Regions from separate parts of the Danio rerio genome. Here region 2 is linked to region 1. A link is a contact called in public HiChIP or PLAC-seq data. All regions are on one chromosome and are shown on one strand. Each heading gives the region's core, a stretch centred on a gene start, on an enhancer-like site or on the middle of the called end of the contact. The rest is flanking DNA. Distances are from core to core; before and after follow the strand shown. Region 1 overlaps srgap2 (SLIT-ROBO Rho GTPase activating protein 2). Region 2 holds the start of srgap2 (SLIT-ROBO Rho GTPase activating protein 2).

The links. HiChIP or PLAC-seq counts read pairs in DNA pulled down with a chosen protein or histone mark.
Region 2: a contact with region 1 is called in an H3K4me3 HiChIP or PLAC-seq map of gastrula embryo, with 3 times the contacts expected there. The contact joins the promoter of srgap2 here to the enhancer-like site in region 1. A contact is called at or near these places in 5 of 18 Hi-C or Micro-C datasets (caudal fin, embryo and fibroblasts) and 3 of 4 datasets of contacts at active chromatin or transcription factors (caudal fin, embryo and gastrula embryo).

What each region holds. Positions count from the first base shown.
Region 1 is chr11:23,531,492-23,537,825 of GRCz12tu, forward strand. It overlaps srgap2 (SLIT-ROBO Rho GTPase activating protein 2), which reads right to left. Exons shown (of 23, transcript NM_001048235.1): 12 at 2,089-2,116; 13 at 1,465-1,495. Among named protein-coding and RNA genes, the nearest start is that of ikbke, 36 kb to the left of the region's middle. Within about 2 kb of position 4,445, at least 7 of the 62 cell types and tissues checked have an H3K27ac peak or open chromatin away from gene starts, as enhancers often do.
Region 2 is chr11:23,679,067-23,685,019 of GRCz12tu, forward strand. srgap2 (SLIT-ROBO Rho GTPase activating protein 2) reads right to left here and starts at 4,078. Exons shown (of 23, transcript NM_001048235.1): 1 at 4,050-4,078; 2 at 1,798-2,241. The coding sequence starts at 1,864. It overlaps zgc:101564, which reads left to right and starts at 5,300. Exons shown (of 5, transcript NM_001013545.2): 1 at 5,300-5,428; 2 at 5,763-5,953. The coding sequence starts at 5,811.

The sequences.
Region 1 (6,334 bases), core at 3,195-5,694:
TTGCTAGGAGACAACGTTTCACCAGACTTTCTTTTTGTTTATTTGGGAAAAGTGGAGCTGTATGCGGGCCACGTCTGGCCTGAACTTCACTGCCCGGAGGTCACACTCTTAAACATGCTTACATGAGTACAAAACATTTTTACTTTCAGTAAATCTCATGCTTCTCCATTCATTTGACTTTTGAATATTGCTCATGCTGTGCCCTCTAAAAATATTGGACAACTGAAAAAAAAGTTACACATTTAACATTTAAACTTTGATCTTTTAGCTTAAAATATCAATAAAAATATCTACGTTCATTAAGAACAGGCAAGCGAGAATAACGATAGTTTAGTCAAAAATAATAGGTTTGGCATAATTTGTTTCACACACATATATATATATATATATATATATATATATATATATATATATATATATATATATATATATATATATATTTTTTTTTTTTTTTTTTTTTTTTTTTTTTTTTAAGAATCTACTCATCTACTCTTGTCCAAAATCGAATTCTTCGGTTTGTGTTTAAAAAAAATTTATGGCAGAAAATCAAGTGTTTTTTTGTTTTCCACTGGCTTTTTGGCTCATATTTATCAAGCAAGTTTTCCACTGGCTTTTTGGCTCATATTTATCAAGCTTGTCATCATTTGTGGAAAGCATTGTATATGAATATCGCTCACTAGAGGGCGTCATGAACACTAAAAGGACAAATGAAGGGTTGCAGTGGTTTCTTTTGTTTGTTCACCTGTACTGTAGGGTTCAGGTGGTGGGATAAATGCATGCTAAATTTATCTCACTGGCCTGATTTTAAATCCTAAATTTATCCTGCTGCGACATGCACAGTTAATTTACAGCTGCATTTATTAAATAAGACATGCACTGAACAGGAATTTTTGTCTTAATGAAAAATATTATCTGCAAATATAATTCATAAAAGGATTAATAAGATTTGTTGACTAATAATAATTATCTGAGTTGAAAAAAAGGGATACTAGCATGTTCTCTGTACATATCAAAATCTATCATATCATATAAAAATCTAATAAAAATACATAAAGCAAATAATAAAAAACTTATTAAAGTAAAAATCTGACAAATAAAATTTTAACTAAATTGAAAATATAAATACAATCAAATACAATTATTTAAAAAATAATCCATAATCCTATAAAAAGCTAAACTGTTACAAAAGTTTAGTCAGATTTTTAAAAACATCTTTAAAGTTATCAAAGGGTTTTTTGGTACCATATATATATATATATATATATATATATATATATATATATATATATATATACATATATATATATATATATATATATATATATATATATATATATATATATATATACATGACACAAATCAATAATTAATTCAAAAAAAAAAGAGAGAAAAAAATTAATTTAAACTGAAAAAGTCTTGCAATGCAACAGTAAATCAATTCTGCTAGCGAGCAGTGATAATTACCTGTTTCCGCACAGTGGAGTCCCTCCGTCCGCTGATGGACATGAGAATCAGAAAAAGAGAGGGAGAGCGAAAAGGGGGGAGAGAAAGTGCCGTCATTATAATGGATCATTTTCCCTCAAAACTGCTCTCATTTTCCTCCACATTCACTTCACAAACTGCCTGTGGCCATTAGCCCAGTGGAAATTAGCCTCCTGAAAAGGTTCCTATTTTAATCCACTGGCCTTAAACACACACACACACACACACACACACACACACACACACACACACACACACACACACACACACACACACACACACACACACACACACACACACACACACACACACACATTCAGGCTTTCACTAGTATTTGTTGTGAAAGCACTTGTTTTGTGTCTCTTCTGTGAACTCTTGTTTAAAAGTCCGTCCCAATTTCCGGACCTCATTGTAAATGGAAAGTAAATCACCTTTTCCCGGCCTCGATTAATAAATCAGCAGATGTGAATAAAAGATGAATATGTCTAGACAAGATATTCATCTATAAATGGCTCCCAAACATCTGCATGTGTGCAAAATTAGTTCTTGTGCGTAAACCGTATACATCTTGTTTGGATTTGTTGAGTTTCCCAACACTGCACTCACCTGGCAAGGCAGTAGTCCGTCTTCTGACCTGGAAAAAAAAATAAAGAGAGGAAAACAATTAGAGGGAAGCTGGATGTGCGAGGAAGAGGCCACAGCTGGATGTGGTTTCCTTTGGGAATAAAAGCCTCATCCCGCATGTTGTCTTTGCTGTCACGGAGGACTTTCCTGTGGGACGCGACCCTGTATCCGCATGTTCCCCTCTAAACACATTCAGTGACATCACAGCGTGTCGTTTTTTCCCATCACACACGGCTCCACTTAGAAAAATGCCAAACGTGCAACAGACTTCAGTGAGCTAATCATCCTAACCACTTTCCTTCCCTCAGTTTGTGCTGGAACATTCTGTCATTTTACTCCATGACAGCAGTTACACACTGTACTGTTCCTGCAGCATTTCACAGCGCAGAATCTGTTTTTGACATTGGATAACTGGAGTGATTCTAATTCAATCAATGATTATGCCATTCAATCAAAATCTAAATACGCTACCTGACAAAAGTCTTGCTGCCTATTCAAGTTTTAGGAACAACAAATAATAAGTTGACTTCTAGTAGATCATTTGGTATCAGAAGTCGCTTATATGAGGCAAAGGCCTCTAGATTACGCTTATTTTACCAATATAAAATATGATCATGCCTTGATTTTGAATTATTTACTTTATTAGTTATTTATTTAATAATTTAATTTAAATAATTTATTTAATTATTCTGAATTATTGACTTTGCTTAGTCAAAAGTATTGTCACTTAACAGAAATAAGGTACAGTATAGCATATAAAGTCATGGTGCAGTGGAAAAATAACTAATATTGTGTGTGACTCCCATGAGCTTAGATGACTACATCCATACATCTTTACAATTACTCAGATAACTTACTAGTAAAGTCATCTGGAATGGCAAAGAAAGCAGTCTTGCAGGACTCCTATGATTCTATGGATTCATCTTCAATGCCTCCTCCTTCATCTTACTCCAGACATGCTCAATAATGTTTATGTCTGATGAGTGAGCTGGCCAAACCTGGAGCACCTTGACCTTCTTTGCTTTCAGAAACTTTGGTGTGGAGGCAGAAAATGAAAAGAAGCGCTATCCTGCTAAAGAATTTGCCCTCTCCTGTGGTTTGTAATGTAATGGGCAACACAAATATCTTGAAACCTCAGGCTGTTGATGTTGCCATCTCTCACACGCCCCCAAACTGAATGTAATTAAAGACTATAGAATACACAAGACCCGGCCCTACCCCGCGTTCTAGTACAGGAGTCAATCAGCGATCGCTATATGGCGAATGAAGCCTGCCTTCTAGTACAGAAGCCAATCAGCGAACGCTATATGGCAAATAAAGCCTGCCTTATAGTACAAGAGCCAATCAGTGATCGCTATATGGCAAATAAAGCCCGCCTTCTAGTACAGGAGCCAATCAGCGAACACTATATGGCAAATAAAGCCCGCCTTCTAGTACAGAAGCCAATCAGTGATCGCTATATGGCGAATAAAGCCCGCCTTCTAGTACAGGAGCCAATCAGCAATTGCTATACAATGACAATCTCTTGAGTAGGGATTTGAGTTTCTGCAGATTTTGTGTGATATGAACATTTAAAAATGAAACTAAATAGACAGTTGTTGTTTAATTTTATTGATTATTTGTAATATAAAATATAATCGTAAACTTGGCAAGCAGTTATGTAGAATTTGATGTTTCCCCATTCAGACAGAATGCCCGAGCATACTGCCTGAGAGGTGTTTCAAAAATTGCCACCAAGTGAAATGACTTGCCCTAAATGGACTTTGACGTAACCCCAAACCATGATTTTATCTTCACCAAACTTGACTGATTTCTCTGAGAATATTGAGTCCATGCAGGTTCCAATAGGTCTGCAATATTTGTGATGATTGGGATGCAGTTCAACAGATGATTCATCTGTAAAAATATAACTTCTGCCGCTTTTCCAAATCATCAACTAGGAGTAAAGTTATTATTTTTTGGAATTATTAATATTTTTCTGGAATCGATGATAAGAGTCAGGTAGTGTAATGTCGAATGGCTATAGTACAGGAGTTTATTTTTATGTTTCCTAAAAATATCTAAAACAGAGGTGAAAGCTACAATGTACAAAAATTCCTTGTTTATCTTAAAATGCATAGATCATCTTTCTGACTGCACTACTTTTAGTGGGTGCTGGTTATTCGTCAACATAGTAATCAACACCATTACTCTCTACATCTCACATCATTATCTCTTCGCTATCAGTCTGATTCTCTTAGCTTCACTTCCTGTTCGCTGACAGCCCAATCTGACTGGCTGACAGTTCGCTTCTAGTCTGGAGGAACGTACGTGGGAGGAACATCAGAGTGAAACAACACTGCAGTGCACTTCTCTCTCTCTCTCTCTCTCTCTCTCTCTCTCTCTCACACAGACTCGTTTTTCTCTGTCTTGTAGTTTGGCACATGACCTTTAACCTCCACTATACAGGCCTGCCAATGAGTGAGTGGATAAGATCATGCTAAGGCCCATGAGGACAGCGGTACAGAGCGGCACTGTGCTGTTAAAGCTTCACGCTCTGATGACATCAGTACCATCCTCAAGCTAACACACACACATATGGTTGACTCAGTACCAATCTCTGCCTGACACCATGACATCCCACATATGCATACTAACACTAACCCTATCTGTAAAACAACCGATTTACAGAACTTATTCACTCTTCTGATTTTTTAAACATCACTGATTTATTCAAGAATTTACTTCTCAGCTGACTTATTCACAAACCTTTAAATGAAACGTAACTGTCTATGAGAAAGTCAGCTGAATCCTTCAACCAGTGTACGTGTTATACTTAAAATTTCTATGAGTGAATCATTCATTATTCAAAAGATTTGTTCAAAAACACTGATTCATTCAAGAAGGAAATATTACTGCCTATGAGAGTCACTTGAATCTTTCACTCAACTGATCTATTCAAAAACACTGATTCATTCAAAAAGGAAACATGGTTGAATACGAGAGTCGTTTGAATCCCTTATTCAACTGATTTGTTCAGAAACACTGATTCATTCAAGAATAAACATGCATGACTATGATGCTGCGTGCATTCCAGATGCAGATTGCGTGAATTAATTGCGCCATACACGCATAAATAGATGCGTGAACATTTTAAGTACACTCAATTTAAGTATACTTCATTCGTGCGTCCAATTTGCTTCACAATGAATACAGATTCACATGATGGACAGGGCTTCTGTCTGCCCGGTGACTCTAGCTTTGTTGCTAAATGGCTAACATGGATTTTATTGAGAGAGTAGCTGTTTATGTGCTTTAGTAAGGCTAAAAACAGCATATATATATATATATATATATATATATATATATATATATATATATATATATATATATATATATATTCATTCACCCACTAGATCCTTTCAGAGGTGCACACAGCCCTTTGAGTTAATCAATTTCTCCAGAAGCTATACCTGGATGATGGACGCTTTCAGCGGTGCTTCCGACTGAGCCAAGCCCATTTTAATGAACTGTTGACTGGTGTCGGCAAGAGGATTTACCCTAAGGACACCAACAACAGTGGCTATGTCATAATCACGCTCCTACGTGTAAAAGCTTCTGATTGGTTAACGCCTAAAGTTCAAAACAAAACAAAAAATATGCAATACGCACGTAAAGTGCATCAAACGTGCAAAACACTCAATTCGCACCACCTCATTCGTGCAGGATGTCTATTCCCGTCTTTGCATTGACTTAACATGTAAATCCCTCTGCCCTGACGCTATATCTGCATCTGGTGTGAACGTAGCATGAGAGTCACTTACAGAATCATTTATTCAACTGATTTGCTCAAAAACACTGAATCATTCATGAATAAAACATGGCTGCCTATGAGATTTGTATGTATATATATATATATATATATATATATATATATATATATATATATATATATATATATATATATATATATATATATATATATATATATATATATATATATATATATATATATATATATATATATATATATATATATATACATACATATATAACATTATAGCTAATATGTTTGAACATAAATGTACATATTTGTAATTCCAATAGTTGAAAAAAAATTGCAATATTTTGAATTTTATGTTGCATATATGTATTAAATTTTTGATTTGTGGAATCCAAATATGAACTTTTATATCATGTACATGTATACATGTATCGGCTCCTAAGAAAAATCAAAATGCTTGATTCT
Region 2 (5,953 bases), core at 2,828-5,327, 150 kb after region 1:
CGCCAATCGGTGAAGTTTGTTTCTCGCCACTGACTTGCTTGGTTTAGGACTTGTGGAGCTGTGCATTAATGGATTTGCTCTGCAGTGTTTGGACTTTCAGCAGTGAAATTTAAACCACACTGAACTGAACTAAACTGAACTTTAATTTTGAAAACTGGACTGACACATTTTCAATTTACTAGAACTTCTACGTTAAGTTGCTTTGACACAATCTACATTGTAAAAGCGCTATTGAAATAAAGATAAATAATGAATATATGAAAGTGAAGCTTCTGCTTTTCCAACATTCTTCATCTTCTTTTGCATTGAAAATAAAAATAAACTTAAACAGGTTTACAGCAACTGGAGGGTGAGTAGAATTTCAGCGAGTACAGACCTCTTCCTCTAAAAAGGTTAATTTTTATTACTGTTGACCTGGAAAACATCATTTTAAATTGATGACGATACATACAAATGAAAAATCCAAATGTGTATCTATATCGCCACTGATGAAACTAACAACAACCTTCAAACAAAGATGATTTGTTTGTCTCATGGTTTAAGATATTCCCAGTCTGGTTATCTGGGAATTAGCCCAAACCACTCTAAACCAGCCTTATAACCAGGCTGGAAGACCAGCTTAGGTTAGTCTAAGCTGATTTTAGCCACATTTCAATCCATGCAAAGCTTACATTTTGACACCCTAAACCATGCTCATGCTCTGTTTAGCAATATTTATGTCACAATGACCTTCTTGAACAGAACTCAAAGATGAGAAACTCACTGACTCTTATTAAAGGAGATTTTCCCCACACTCAGCAGCAACAGGCAGAGCTGCTCAAATGCACTATTCATAGTGCCAGTGGCCGGCAAACACACAAAAGAACAGGCACACACAACAGCGCGTATAACGTGATAGGGAGCTCCACTAATGAAGTGAATCGTTCAATTCGTCTTTCAATTAAAAGCAGCTTTATTTTACCTCACCAGACAAGTGTTTATGGGAACGAAAATCCTGAGACAAAAACACGCGTTACGTAGGCTACATGCATTATGTGTAAGTGAAGAAATGTGCAGTAGTTACAATTACTTTGTAAAAAAAACACAGTGTGCTACTACTTAAAAACAAGTGAACGGCTTCCAAACTAACACTCACATTAACTGTTACCACAGTGTAGTATGAATAACATATGAGGTTACACAGTCATAACCGAACTGTCATCAAGCATCACACCTTTACTTCACTCGCCGTCAGTGCTGCCAAAATACGATTGTGTTAAGTCAGATTAAACTCAAAACGTATTTTAAACGTGTTACTTAGTCCATGAACTACTGTAAAACATCAATGTCAGCTAACCTGACTTTTAAAAAATCAATAGGTTGAACAGCACCGCACCAGCTCATAGAGACACGCAGGGCAAAAGAAAACGCCCTGCCTTGTCTATACGTACAACCTACACAAGCTGAATGAGGGAAAACAGTACAACACAGCACAAACGTAACATTAATCACACATTAATGCATTTTTAAAGTAAAAGCGTTGTTATAAACGGTTTAAGTTGTGTATCTACAGACAATATAGCTTTAGGCGACTGACTGACTGACTGACTGACCGATCGCACATCTATCATTCCGTTGCCACATGTGGAGAAGCGCTAGCATTGTTTCTCACAAACTCAAATAAATAGCGTTTTCTGCAGTAATACGACAGGGTTTGCACCAGCTGTGCTCATATAGAAATACACTGTAACCTAGCCACCACGTAACACAAAGGTGAACCGAGTGAAAATGCAACATAAAGCGACACATTTCACTTACCTTTAACTTGCGTTTCATATTCGGCTATAATTTCCTTGTCCTTTCGGAATTTAGCAGGAGACGTCATATTGATCTAAACACAATAAGTCCCGTCACAGCGAGAAACACCGCAGAACAAAAGCCTCTTCGCCCGCACTTCGTCTACAGATATCCAGCGAATATGTGGGAATGGAAAGCAGTGGATGGGTATTGTCTCCTGTCGATGATCAATCACGCCGCATTATTAGTCAAGAGCTGCCGATGGCTTCCAAGGTAGAGTAATATGTCCGTAACAGCAGAGGAATGAAGCAAGAGAAGAGTTTCATCCCACCGTCCACTCACACTGGATCCCCACGACCAGACGCAGCGTCTTCAAAAGTTTCAGTCTTTCCTCCGGCGGTCAGACGTGTGAGTGAGTCTCCTCAGAGCTAAATGAAGGCATGGATAGGATTTCCCAGCATCACACTGGGCACACACAGGGCAAAGAAAAGTTCAGCGGATCAGATTTCTAAAGACTACTTCCTTCCAGTAAACTTCCTCAAAAATATTTTCGTTTTGTTTCGTTTGTTGAAAAATAGAGGTGGGTTGGAGCTCCTCTTTACAAACAGACCATGTTTTGGGGATTAAATGTAACATGATTAAATGCAAAGTGTGAACTTGAAATCTGATATTATAACTGATGAATGGTCATATTTATTTACATCAGTAGTGCATGATAAAGCAAACTCACGCATGCAAATCTTGACCTTACATGTTTACTTTATAAGCCTTTAATAATGCATGAGTAATAGGTTTAATGAAGGTAATTATAACATTTTAAGCATATAATTAATATAACATTTTAATAGATATATATAATTTCTACCATGGTCTTTAATAAATCAGCCTAAATCAATCATTTAAAAAGTATTTATTTATTCTGCATCTCAAGTAAATGTATCATGCATGCGTTGGGAAAGATTTGATATGTGTATTTGGAAAAATATTGTGGAAGATATTCATTTTGCAATGCATGCAAGATTTATTAGATGACTTATGAATTTAATACTTAATGATTATACTTAGTATTAATGAATGAATACTTCATGAGTCAAAATGATTCAAAGACCAAGTAAAGACAAATAAATCAATAATTTGAATCAAATGCAACCCTAAGGCTTTTGTTAAAAAAACTGCTTATTTTTGAATAACTTTGTGAAAAGATAAAACATGGAAATAACTTTGTCTATCTTCCGATGACACTCCAAACTATGTGTTCTTTATCTGTACTTTTGTCTTGTTTTCTGGTGGAGATACCTGTTAAATTCTTTTTTTAAAGAAGATATTACTTATGAAATAAAATGACACAACAATGTAAGCTTTGATTTATGTAAAACTAGTCCAAATAAAGTGAGCTTATGGTAAATATATATAATTCCATCCATGGCCTTTTTTTAAATCAGCTTAAATCAATCATTTTAAAAAAGTACTTATTAATTTAGAATCTTAAGTAAATGTATCATGCGTTAGGGAAGTTAAGATAAGGGTATTTGGAAAAATATTGAGAAAGATATGGTGTTTGCAATACATGCAAGATTTAATATCTTATTTATTAATTTACTTTCTGCTCTCATTTTAAGGCCTTAAATTATTAATTGCCAAAATGAGACATTTTAAAGCTCATATTTCCTGTTCATCTGCATGAGCAATATATTCCTGGCATTTGTTTTTCATAACAGTAGCATTTCCCCAAAAAAATTTACACATAACAGCACTTTTTGCACAACACCATGGCAACAAAAACACAAAACACAAAAATTTTGTAGTAACAGTGTCATAAGTGTGGAGGAAAACAGCCATTTATGATTTTATTTAGGCTATAAGGTAATCAAAAAGATTATCTTTGACCTATCAACTTATCAAGACGAGATCACTGTTATTATAGAATAGCAGCTTAAAACAAATGTGTTTAAAATAGCTGAGGTCTTTAAAAGATGATAAAGAGTACTTTAACTTGCTCATATCATGTGATGCACGTTTAAATACTGTCAGCCAAAAAAGCTGCAGGATCGGAGAAAACTTTAAATCATTAGTCCTTAAAAGGAAGAGGCAATGTGCAACTAGGAGGGAGTTTGTCGTGATGTGAAAAGCAGAGAGGCCCCTGGTGACTCTCGGAATAGTTTAGGGCTTTCCTCAAGGAGATCCCTGCATTTCATCCGGACGATAGCGAAGCTTTCTCGAGTCCTTATGTGCCCGAATCATAAACTGTTGCATTAAATCGATAATCCACTTACCTTAAAATGCGATTTCCATGTCTAAAAACAGCTTTCATATACCAGATTTCTCCCCCAAGACTTGTTGTTACGCTATTCACTGAATTTTCCCAAACTCAAACCCCGCCTCTTTTCATGGAAGAGAAAGAACAACCCCCTTCTATTGTCATTGGCTGAAACACTTGAACACGACATGAATCTATCAAACTGACCATTAAAGAGACAATTTTGAGGGGATTAATATTGTCTCATATCACAAGCACAACACAGTTTATAGATTTAGTAAGTTTAAGTGATAGCAATAATTGTAAACATTGTAATTGTAAGTAGTGATTTACTTTCCTTTGACTATTATATTTATATTTATTTATTTCATGTGAGTGTATCTATGTCTTCGTTAATGATTAAAGAAATAACAATTAGCATATAAAATTGTCGTTTTTCACATTGTTGTATTTTTGCGATGTCTGATTGAAAGAATCCTTTTTATGAGTCGAATCTTTCAATTGAATCAGTTGAGTCGGTTCACATTCTAAACAGTTCTTCATGCACAGCATCGAGCTAAACGATTTATTCAAATAATCGCGTTATTCAGTCTATATAACGTTTATGACTTAAACGTTATGGTATGCAGTGATCAAATGTGGGGGCAAACAATTTTCCATGGAAAATTGTAGGTTATCATGATTAATTTCAATGTTTCAGGCTGGCTAGACAACAAACTATAGAAGAACAATCACTTTGAATTACACTGTTGCAGTTAAGTGAATCACTTTATTACATAAGCATAATGATTAATGAATCACGCAAATATTCTTTAACCAAGAGATGTACAAGAATTTATCTATTAATATATCATAAGATGAATGTGTGATTAAAACACACTTTATAAGCTAAATTAGTTGCTGCAACTGAATTACAACACAGGGTATCACACCAAACACTATTATTTGATATGGGTATAAACGTAATAAAGACCAATTTGTACCTACATTTGGCTTTGAAGATATAATATACCACAACGGGATGTCAGGAACCAGGTGTGAGCATAATAATTACTGAATCGCTTTTTGAAACGAGTCGTTCGAAAGAACCGATTTTCAGAAATGAGTCGTACTTCCCCTAGGCGGTTCTGTGGTTTGCGGAAAAGCACTTCAACCAATCACCAAAGGAATTGGAGCTGGCCAATCACGCATGAGACATGCTAATTTGGAACCAATCAGCGTCAGAGAACAGGCTGTTTGAAAATGTCTCAGGAAGTGCATATCCGCTTCGACGCGGACGTAAACAAACGTAGCTTAGCAATCTAAGCCCAGTTGTAGCGATAGAGAATTTTACTGTAACTTAGTACAATGTGTTTATTTGCCGCCTAGATCTAAAAAGATCTGATATCATTAAAGGTAAGAACGATTTTATGGCATGCTTGGTTATAAAACATTTATATTTTACTTAGCTAGCTAGCGCTCTGATAACAATAAAGACAACGCTTTTCTGGATCATAACAGAAGAGTGAAATAGACAGGAATTGCTGTGATTTTCATTCGTGCTATTATTCTAAGGTTTTCGTTTTTGTAATTTTACTTCTCTTAGTTATAAACATTGCTAACGCAATTTAGGTAAAACAAGGCTAAAGCTAGTTAGCCAGACAGGTGCAGAACGTCTGTTCAAACATCTGCTGCTGTAGCCTTCAGTTCAGATGCTGATCGACTCTCTATTGTCGTTTTAAATCAACAGGAGCTGCGTTTTGCTAGGAGCTGTACCCGAGAAAAGCTCACTTCTACAATGTCTACTTCAAATTTCAAGAATAAGTGCGTGACGCAAATCAACTGTATATACTGTGACAGTCTGCTGTGTACCAGAGGGATGAAAGCAGTGCTTTTGGCTGATACGGAAATAGAGCTATTCTCAACCGACATACCACCAAA